2 separate regions of the Macaca mulatta genome follow, and region 1 is linked to region 2. The links are chromatin contacts, called in public Hi-C maps. All regions are on one chromosome and are shown on one strand. Each heading gives the region's core, a stretch centred on a gene start, on an enhancer-like site or on the middle of the called end of the contact. The rest is flanking DNA. Distances are from core to core; before and after follow the strand shown. Region 1 holds the start of PBX3 (PBX homeobox 3). Region 2 overlaps PBX3 (PBX homeobox 3).

Region 1 (5,155 bases), core at 2,442-4,941, 140 kb after region 2:
TCACTGAAAGCCCCAGAAACAATTTTAAAACACAGAAATTTCTTTTGTCAGCTGCCTCTTCGTTTTTAAATAGCAATAGCCCTACCAAAGCTCTCTCTACCAGTAATTCCAGACTTTGAAAAGACTTGTTTCTTTTTCGTAACTCACCTTTGACATGTGGTTGACTATACTTTCCTTTCAGAATGGTGTAACTAAGTCCTGTGCAAATAAGCAACTAAAGGACTTATGCTTCCTAATTGAATTCTGCCTGCTGCTAAATGTCTCAACATGAAAAGCAGTTTGCTGGGTTTAGTTCTCAAGCTAGCTAGGCCAAAACTTTAAAAAGGCAAAAATAAATAAATAAATACATACATACATACAAATAATGAGAAGGGGATGAGAAGCAATAAGTATCCATCCCCTCTCCCTAGTAATACAAGTCTGTATAAAGTCGAATCAATCTTAATATTCACAACACAGTCAATACCCCAGTGCTTAGCTGTCAGCAGAAACTGAAGTGGAGCCCTGATAGCAGGAAAACCCTTGGACATTAAGAAACAGAATTTACTGAGAATTGCATACTTTTAAGCTTCTAAACTAAGAATCTTCAAGACTTAAGGCTAGATATCTTATTTTACAGTCAGATAAAAATTATCTACTGTTTTAAATCACAATGCTTTCTAAAGGTAGCTAAAAATCAACACAAAATAAAAGTTAGTAATTCCAAAAAGGATCACTGAGCATTAAGAAACCAGCCATAATATGTGAATGAAAACCAGGAAAAGTACTAGTTGGCCTCCCTTATTATTTGCTGCTTATTACGGTTTAGCATACATATTTAATAGACAGCAATAACTCATTATCTTTTGTTGATTACTTTTAGGATCAGAGTAGTATTGCAAAGCGAAAAACCTGTTTCAAAGAAGGCTGACTCACCTATCAACCTAACAATTATTTGCACTGTGCTATTTGTACACTCAATTTAAACACAATCACATGTAACCTTTTAAATAGCATCCCTTGGATAGTGCTATATCCTGGACTTCAACTTTTTCTCCTTTGCCTCAACTTTCAAAATGGCAACTTTAAAATACCATACATCCAACACATACCAAAAAAAAAAAAAGAAAAGAACAGGAAAAAAATAAACAGTAGAGCTTGTTTAATGTACTTGTTTGCCACATACAGGGAAGATAATGCCAAATACAAACTAAAACATCCAAATCTCTGCTTCAATTTGAGCAGTTACCTCACTTCAAGACTAAAAGACCTTCAATTAACAAATAAAGTCTGACAAGAAAGTTAAACTGAAACGAATTAGCAAAAATTTGCCAAATATGTACCTGTAGTTTTCATTCCAGCACTTCTGCAAAACCTATCTTCTTACATATTCCCTGACTTGGACACTTCAAAATTGTTTAACCTGCATCTGTGGACCTTTTTATACTTTATATATTAAGCAGTTACAAGTGTAATGACTTCAGGATACAAAATAAGACAAGTATTAACAGATGTAATACATTGTATATGTCTACACATCATTACCCTTCCTCGATTCTCTAAAGTAGTCTTCCCACCTAAAACACTAATTCAAGCATGCTACTGGGGTCTGTTCAATTGCATCTATTCTTCTATCCGTGCAGCTGAAGCTTAAGACTGTCTAAGTAAAACAAAGTTCGGGTGATGCTTCTCCCGGGGACTCGGTCCTGGCATCCAGTCTCCCGTTGCTCCTTTTAAAAACTGACACACAAACAAGGCGAAAGGAGAGGGGAGAGGACGGCTGGCGCTCCGGGCCCCCTCCCCGCCTGCAGCCAGGGGCGGCCGCCGAGGGACGGCGATCCAACCCAGTCCGCACCTACACTTCATTTTACACCAGGAGCAGAACTGAGAAATCGACTCCAGATTTATTGCAGTTTTTTCTCAAGATCAGGACGTGGGAAGGAGAGAATGATCAAAGATGGCGGTGCCCAAAAGCAGCAGCTCTCAACTGGAGAGTCGAAGGAGTAGCTCCGACCCCCACCTCGGGGGTCTCCAGGCCCACTGTGGGGCGCAGCGTCTTACCTGTTTTCTCTTTGATCTCACACAGGACGCTGAAGAGCGCTGGTTTCATTCTGTGACAGTTCAGGGCATGTTTCCTAAAAAACAAATAACAAAACACAAAGGTATTAGCATCACCTATGGAATAATATGGCGCCTTCCTTTAAGTTAGACCCAAGATTTAATTCCAGCCCCCCCTTTCTGGAAGGCCCTTTTGAACCGTGGGAAGTCAACAGAAACTCCAGTTGACTAGTTCCCGACAGCCTTGTGCAAGCCCCGGCGGCGAAAGCTGCAGCCGGAACGAGGCGGACCCATCTGCCCGGCAGGCAGCAGCCTCGGCCACCGCAGACGCGAACCCGCGCGGGGAGCCTCGCCCCAGGGGCAGACGAAGGCGACCCGGAGGAGGGGACGAGAGCGGAGGGGCTCCCGCGTCCGCTCCTGGGCAGAGGGAGCCAGCGCGACGCTGCCAGTCGGCCGACTGCGGCCAGCAGGAGGGGGACAGCTCGGCAAAGTTTGCAAGGCGGCCCTCCCTCCCCAAGAACTTGGCCGTCCGCACCCGGACCCGCCAGGAAATCGCCCATCGCCCAGCGCCGGGCCCGGGTGGCCGCCCGCATCGCGAGGTCGTCCCGCGGCCACGGGAGCCGGCGCCTGGACTCCCGGCCGGAGAAGAAAGTTGCACTTCCCGGCGGCACGGCCCGCACGGGGGTCGGGGCGGGAGGTTTAAATCCGTGGGAGGGGGCCGGGCTGCGAGGGGCAGGACGGGGAAAAGGACGCCACGGAATCCGCGCCGCCCCGAGTCTGTCCCGAGCCCCCCAGAGCAACTTTGCCGACTCCCGCCCGCTTCGAGGGGCGCGGGCAAGTCCCCCCGAGGCCGGGGCGGGCGGCCGGCTTTCGGAGAAAGTTCCCCGCCGGGGGCTGCGGCCCTGGCCCCGGGCGCCACCCCGGGCCCCGACTCCGCCGCGGGCCCGGCTCCCGCACACACACAAAAGATGCTTAATGAGACGACACCAACTTTGCTTGCGCCTCGTCCAAGCTCTGGTCGGTGATGGTCATGATCTGGTGGAGGATGTCGCCGATGTCCTGCTTCCTGCCGTCGCCGTCCGCCCCTTCGTGGCCGTGCGGGGGAGGCGGCAGGGCCATGCCCCCCTGCACCGAGTGGCCGGCCAGGTTCACCCCGGCCAGAGTCTGCAGCATCCTGGATTGATCGTCCATCCCGCCGCGCGCGGGCGGGAGCGGGCGGCGGCTGAGGCGAAGGCTGAGGCGGCGGCGGCGGCGGCGGCGGCGGCGACGAGGGAGGAGAAGAAAGAGGGGGAGGGGGAGGGGGAGGCGGCCGCGCGCTCCCCGCCCGCGCGGGGAGGGGGCGGCCCGGCAGGCAGGGCCCGCGGCTGAGGCGATGCGGACGGGCGCCCGGCTCCGGCTTCCGCCGCCGCCGAGGCTGAGGAGAAGCGGCGGGCGGAAGCGCCGGGCTCCGCGGCGGTGGCGGAGACCGAGGCGGCGGCGCCCGCTGCCCTCACGCGGCCGCCGTGCCGCCTCCTCGCCGCCGCGCGCCCCGCCGGGCGGCCCCGCGCAACTTGCTCCTCAGCGCCCGCCGAGTTGCCGGGACGCCCGCCGCCCCCCGCGCCAGCCTGCGCACTGCCCTCCTCGGCCGCCGCCGCCGCCTCGGCCGGGCGGGATCCGAGCCCCGGCGGCCCCGGGGGAGGCAGCGGCGGCGGCGGCGGGCGGCGGCGGAGGAGGAGGCCTGCGGGCGGGCCGCGGGGAGCGAGGGGGGCGGAGGAGGAAAGTTTGGGAGCAGGCGGGCAGAGGCGGCGGGGACGCGCAGCCCGGAGGAGGGCCCTGGAGGGCCGCGCGCTGGGCGGACAGCGGATGGATAGGGCGGGAGAAGTCGCCGCCGCCGCCGCCGCCGCCGGAGCCGCGCACCCAGCCAGCAGCCGCCGCGGACCGGGCTGGAAGGCCGCTGGGCCGAGGGATTGACAGGCTGCCAGTGCCACTCACTCACTGCGGCCCGGCGCCGGGGGGAGGGGCGGGGGCCGGCGAGGGCGGGGGAGCGCTCCTCAGACCCCGCCCCCAGGGCGGCGCGCGCGCTCATTGGGTCCTGCGCCTCCCGCCGCCGCCGCCGGCACCGCCCCCCGGTCCCGGACCGTTCCCTCTGGCCCCTGATGCTCCGCTCCTCGGAGTGCGCCGCTGGATCCTTGCTCTAGTCTCGTCACGTCCGAACCCCCCGGGATAGACCGGGCCGGCCCACAAACGCTGTGCCCGCACCCCGACTCCTGCTCCATGCTTTTGACAGTCATGGGAGCGGGGGGTTGTATATGGGACAGGGGGCAACTCGCTCCAAAGCCAACCGTGTGCTCCCCCGCCGCACCCGTGAGCTTCACGCCTCGGACAGCGCCTGGTGCACTTTCCCGCTCTTCCTGTCAGGAGGTGGTGCCCTCTGGGTACCAGGCCGCTCGTCCCGGGCCAATCGCAAAGCGCTTAGAGCCGAATGGGGCGGGACAGAGGCAAGCAAGGGTTGTCCCAATTGGAGCTTTCGAAAGGTCCTGGGCAGAGGCGGGGAAGCGGCGAGTGGGGGCCTAGCCCCGCCTGCGGTCGCCACGGTAACCGAGAGGGCGCAGCTCAGCATTGGCGCCAGCACCGGGGCCTTTCGCTGTCCCGCAATGGGTGACCAGTTGAGGTGGGATCCTGTGATCTCTCACGTGCTTGAAGTCTGAGCTGAGTGGACCTGAGTGCCATAGACTTTCTTTTGCAAGGGGAAATGTGTCAGAGGGAAGCGAGTCTGGGAGGAGGGAAAGTGCCTTCAGTCCAGGACTAATTTCAAGGTTTACAACACTTTACACACTCTGCAACTCCTGATAATCCAGGGACTACTCTTTTGGCAGCATTTGCTATTCGATGCCTCCGGATGCACCGAAGCTGCAAAAACGAGCTCTTCATTACAAAGATACATTTGTTCAGGAAGAGACTGGATTTCACTTGTCAACTTACCCATCACCACGAGTCATTTAATGTTGGTAACGCCGGCCACGATTTTTTGTATCTGTAACACCCCTTCTTCCATTGTATTCTATCTACAAATAACTGAAGGCTCACATTATTTTGGAATATGGACCTCCGCCTCTTGTGGAGACTTGAGATTGCTCTT
Region 2 (5,842 bases), core at 866-3,365:
TAGAATATAGCATTAACAATATAAGTCAAATTTACATTTTCTAGAATAGTTTTTAATAACACATAGTACATTAATGTCACACTTAATATTAAAAACATAGATCCTGCTATACACTTTTTAATCACAACTGTTTCCCCATGCACTATCTACCCATCATTCAAAATAACTTCCTCCAGTACAACTTACATGAGCAAAGTTGCAAGGACTCAGGGCCCCAGGGATACCTAGCAGTCACTATTAACATCATTTTTATAAACAAGAACAAAGACTTTCTGTTTGGTTACATTTCAATACAGCGAAATCCCATGTACAAAGAAATGTAAACATTTACATGGGCCAAACTTGAATGGAATCATTTAATATTTTAATATTTATCACAGGCCAACATATAGAATAAACCAGCACAATCCCCAATGTAAACACTTATTGCTGTAAAACACACACATACACACACACACACACACACACACACACACATCCCCTACAGTTAAGAACATTCAATAACCAAAACAGCCTATTTCACTGTGTCTAAAGGCAGGTTTTCATATGGCAAAATGGTTATAAATCCTCATTATCCTAAATAAAATTACAGCACTTTAAACATTTCCAGGGAGAACATTCTCTCTTCTAAACAACTACCTTCGCGAGTAATAGGAAGCAATATGGTTGCACTTGTGTCACAGTTGGAAGCCTTTTTAAACTGTCGCCCTGCTAGCAAACCGATTCTACATATTAAAATGAATGTGTTGCTTATTTCAAGGGGAAAAATCATTTATAAAATCAAGACCATTATTAGGATATCGTGACTTACATCCTCTTTAAAGTGAACCAGAAGTACAGATGGGAATAATCTATATATGTACATATAACTTCACTCTCTACCAATTTGGTCTTACAAGAAAAGATATTCTTGAAAAAAGAGGCTTTGCATATTTAACATTTAATAACCTAAATAGCCTATTGCCCTAAATATTTATGATCACAAACCATAAAGAAAAAAAAACCTAAATTTCCTTTCTAGGACAAAAGATGAAGTCATTACAAATATCTCCAACTAAATGATAGAACTTTATAAAAGCAATACTATGTATGTATTTTTATCTACTTTATCTGACAAATGCATCCTTTTCTCAAGAGTTGTGTTGGTATCAAGGAGCACCCTACTTATTATAATAGCTGTATGACTGTAACAGATTCATAATCTGGGTTACTTTAATAGTTGACCTAAGCTGAACTTGTGTGCCCAACTTCTTGTTGTGCCCTGAAGTGCAAAGAGAAAAACGAATGATAAACATTATAATTCAATGGGTAAATGTATTTCTCATGCTCAAATTTGTAATTAATTATGAAAATATACTGAAAGTCATAATGATACTTCTTTCTACGTGCTTTTATCTAGGTATACAATAGCCATATGATTTTTTTAATTCCCCATAGATGATGAAAGAAGTTATGCATCCCCAAATAAAGGATCATAAACATCTCTTACAAGGTACTTACAGGGAAGTGCTGCTCTCTATGCAGTGGTTGCTTTGCTTGTTTATAAAATACTCTTTTTAGATTCTTCCACACTAGCATTTGTTAGCATTTAGTGTGAATGATTTAAAATTTTTACAGTCTCAGTCTTTCCTACATTTGGAGTATGTAGTCAATGAATATTTCCTGTATAATGTGTACTACCCATTGCTTAACTGGGAAAGACAACTAGTAATAAAGTAATTAACTCCTCAACCAAGAGAGTATAGGTTCTGTTGTTCTTGATTGAAATTTTCTCAATTTCTAGACAATCACATTATCTGCTTCATAATTGCAAACCTGGATGAATTGTTTCTAAAAGTTGCATCATGGCTCATGCCAATAGAACCTATGAATGCATAAAAGCTCCTGTTTCTAATGTCACTGTTATCAAGCCAAAAACAATTACACTCATTTGAGTTATGGCAACCAATAAACTTAGATAATCACCATATGCAACACAACATTTTGGCACTTGAACTTAAAACTCTTGTAGACAACTATAGATTGCTTCTAATGCAGAGCACTCTTGTCCTACCCAAGGCTGCCAATAGAAATGCCAAAGCTGCTGAATACTGCGCATCCTAGTAATGCTGTCAGTAAATGGCACGTTCACACAGCCCCCAATCCTCTCTTCCCAGGCATGGTCTTCTCCAGCTGCAGCTTAATTTCCTGTGACTTGCCTAATTACTGTAATTAAGGATTAATTGCCATTAATTATTCACACATAAGCTCATCGCAAATCATGGGGTAAATGTCTTATGAAAGCTGCCATACAAGCCATGTATAAACACACTGGGATGCTTCAGGCAGGCGAATCTATCACTCAGCCCTCAAGCAAATCTCTGTGCTTCTCTTACAAAAACAGCTATAACTCTCAGAAACTCGACAGTCCTTTCAGGTAAGCATTAGGTTACAAAGCATGTTTTCCTGTGGAAGCCACAACGGTTTTATTAGTACTATAAATGCTGTTTTATCTTTCCAACTGCTATTTTTATGTTTCCATTTTTATTCTACAGTGCTCAGTTTAGGACAACCACTTGCTTCAAGGAGGAATGTTTGCAGTTGCTACATTCCCCATCACAGTTTGAAATAGTTCCATGTGGTTTACAACATATGACCATGCAACTGGGATCAGCATGCCAAAAAAAGAAAAAATTTAAAAAAAGTCAAGAGATCAGCTACGCAACTAGGATGGAAACCATTTGATTTTAAAAATTCACAATTTTGTCCTTGGTGTAAAAAAGTCATAGCATATATTTAGTTGTTGCTAGGGTGTTCCTTATAAGGAAGGTTACCAACTTGGCCATGAAAAAAAGTATCACTGACAAGAATGATTGAAAATGGCAAGAAAACAAAATAGCCTCGTATAGATTACTTTTGTATTAGTTAGGTTCACTGTTTTCATGACAGCATCTGGTATTTTCACAATTACAAAATACAGACATCATTTCTTTGCCAAGCTAGAAAAGAAACTGTTTAAGTATTTCTGATGGACCCTGAGCTGATGAGAGAACTTAAATTGATGAGAGAACTAGAAACTGTAAGCCTAACACCTTTTTCTAGTTACGTAAGTTTACCATGTTTGAATGTTTTAAAACACTAGAATTCATTTTAACAACAGAATAAACGATTGTATATATTAAAAGACTTAAACTACATCAACACTATGTATTATCGCTGCCCTAGGAAATTTAAATCTAAGTAGGCAGAATGTTATTCTAATTGTTATGTTAGTTCCTTCTGCAGCAAATTAATGTATGAAACATTTTCATTTTGGTACATGTTTCTGTGTCTTCAGTTAAACATTTATGTAAATGGACCTTCTGTCAGATTTCTAATGTTGCAAATACTTCTCTAAAACAGCAACTTTTCAAATACATCATTTAAGAGTTCTTTTCCCCATTTTCTGCAGTGCTTGAAATGGGGGTATATAGCGACTAAAGTAATTTCAGTTTAAAACCTAAGTTTAAAAAACACAGCTTGAATAACTACAGACCATATCTACATGCAGGCAAAATACCAACTAAGCTTACAGAGCCATGGGCTATCCAAAATGAAGAAACTCAATATATAACTTCTACCGTCTAATATCTAATTGACAACATCCAAGTCTTAAGATGAAAGAATAAACTCCTTCATTCTTTGGTTCTAAATTCAATTCTAAATCTGTTGAAGTGTGCATGATTTCTGTAGTGATCACAGAGCATGTTTCCAGTAACCTATAGAGCCTTCTTTACAAATACCCAACCACTCACTTAAAAAATAGAACCAATGTTAAAGACCAGGCAGCTGAAACTACAAAATGAGAGAAGCAGCTCAGCTCTTATATATTTAACTTCTATTGCCCTCCTAAGTAATGAGAGATACACAAAGCCTGATAAAACTCTTCATTTGAGACACAAGTCTTTTTTTGTAACATTAGATTTCTAAAACTGAAATAATGTTTACAAAGTTCTAAACTTTTTCATTGCTGAATTACATCTGTAATCCAAAATTGCAGACTGGAATTTAGTAAAAATAAAAAAAAAATTTCCAGACAGGTTCTCCCTGTCCCCCATGCTGCAGTGCAGTGATCACAGCTCACTGCAGTCTGAAACTCCTGGGTTCAAGCAACCCTCCCACCTCATCCTCCATAGTAGCTAGGATTACCAGCATGAGCCACCACACCTGGCTATTTTTTAATTTTCATTTTATTTTTTATTATGTATTTATTTATTTTGCAGAGATGCAGTCTCATTATGTTGCCCAGGCTGGTCTCGAACTCCTGGCCTCAAATGATCTTCCTGTCTCAGCCTCCCCAAGTGCTGGGATTGAAGGCTGGGATTATAGGCATAAACCATTGCACCCAGCCCTTGGTAAATACTTAATGATAATGGATCCTCCCAAATCCACCCAATTGGCCTACTCCTCCCCAAAAAAACATTAGAGTAGGAAATTATTAAGGCTCTTAAGGATTTGTAAGTCTAGACTCAAATAAGGATTTCTATACATCTAAGTAATCATTTTAAAATTTGGCTTTGGGAGGCCAAGACAGGAGCATCACTTGAGGGCCAGGAGTTCCAAGATGCAGGAGCTACGGTTGTGCTACTGCTACACTCTAGCCTCGGACATAGCGCAAGACCCTGTCTCGATTTTTAATAATTAAAAATAATACTAATAATGATAATAAAATAGTAAAAAAGTAAAAATTTGGAAACTAAATCAACAGGGAGATTCACAAAAATTGATTCTGGTAGAAATGTATAATTATATTGCCAGTGATTATGTAAAACTAAATTAAATTGGTGACGAGTTTTTATTATTGTTTTTAAATTCTACCAAAAGTTCAGTACTTTAACTTAGCTGTCAATTTACCAACTAATTCCTATACTCCTATCCTACAGTCAGCAGCCAATGACACAGAGAGCTGTTAAAATCTACCATCCCAGCACACAGCTTTACCATCAATGTCATCTAATTGATACTTCCCTATTTTTGTCACCTTGCCTTGATGCCAGCTGCCAAGCTCTGCCATGTCACTTTCCATTTATGGACTCCCAAGTCCCTTGATCTGGCTAATTAGGGTTTATGTGTTAATTGGAGTAAATACAAAGATGAGAGTCACAGGCACAAATTTCAAAGCACAGCCATAAATTGAAGAGCTGATAAGCAAGGAAAAGATGCCTTCATGAAACAAGTGTCAAGTTTATTTTATCACTGGGAAAGATCCAGAATTTCCTGTCAAAGTGACACCCTTAAGTTTTGAAAAGACTTAATGAGAAAAACATTAACTAACACATTGAGAATATTGCTCTATAGCAGTAAAATGCACAATACACCTAAATGCAGTTCAAGAAAGCATAACTCTCTTTTTAAAAAAATGGTTCTATTCAATAAGACAGTTTTTTATTTCTACTTTATTGCACAAAAAATGTACACCTTGCTTTTAATTTTTAGTAAGAAAACTCTAAAAGAAAATCCAGCATTTGAAAATCATGACACAATATAAGTGCAAAAAATGACACTTTCATTAACATTTTGGATATATTAAAACTTTTTTTTTTTTTTTGAGACGGAGTCTGGCTCTGTCGCCCAGGCTGGAGTGCAGTGGCGCGATCTCGGCTCACTGCAAGCTCCGCCTCCCGGGTTCACGCCATTCTCCTGCCTCAGCCTCCCGAGTAGCTGGGACTACAGGCGCCCACAACCGCGCCTGGCTAATTTTTTGTATTTTTAGTAGAGACGGGGTTTCACCGTGGTCTCGATCTCCTGACCTTGTGATCCGCCCGCCTCGGCCTCCCAAAGTGCTGGGATTACAGGCGTGAGCCACCGTGCCCGGCCATATTAA

The links. A called contact is a pair of places that touch in the nucleus more often than the background predicts.
Region 1: a contact with region 2 is called in a Hi-C map of fetal cortex germinal zone, with 4 times the contacts expected there. The contact joins the promoter of PBX3 here to the enhancer-like site in region 2. A contact is called at or near these places in 2 of 14 Hi-C or Micro-C datasets (fetal cortex germinal zone and fetal cortical plate).

The regions. Positions count from the first base shown.
Region 1 is chr15:21,989,646-21,994,800 of T2T-MMU8v2.0, forward strand. PBX3 (PBX homeobox 3) reads right to left here and starts at 3,692. Exons shown (of 9, transcript XM_015116821.3): 1 at 3,029-3,692; 2 at 2,041-2,114. The coding sequence starts at 3,228. It overlaps LOC144335117 (a long non-coding RNA gene), which reads left to right and starts at 4,766. Exons shown (of 2, transcript XR_013405564.1): 1 at 4,766-5,155.
Region 2 is chr15:21,849,381-21,855,222 of T2T-MMU8v2.0, forward strand. The region is part of intron 2 of PBX3 (PBX homeobox 3); the gene reads right to left. Among named protein-coding and RNA genes, the nearest start is that of PBX3, 140 kb to the right of the region's middle. Within about 2 kb of position 2,116, at least 2 of the 40 cell types and tissues checked have an H3K27ac peak or open chromatin away from gene starts, as enhancers often do. A contact at or near this core is called in fetal cortex germinal zone, where this site is marked.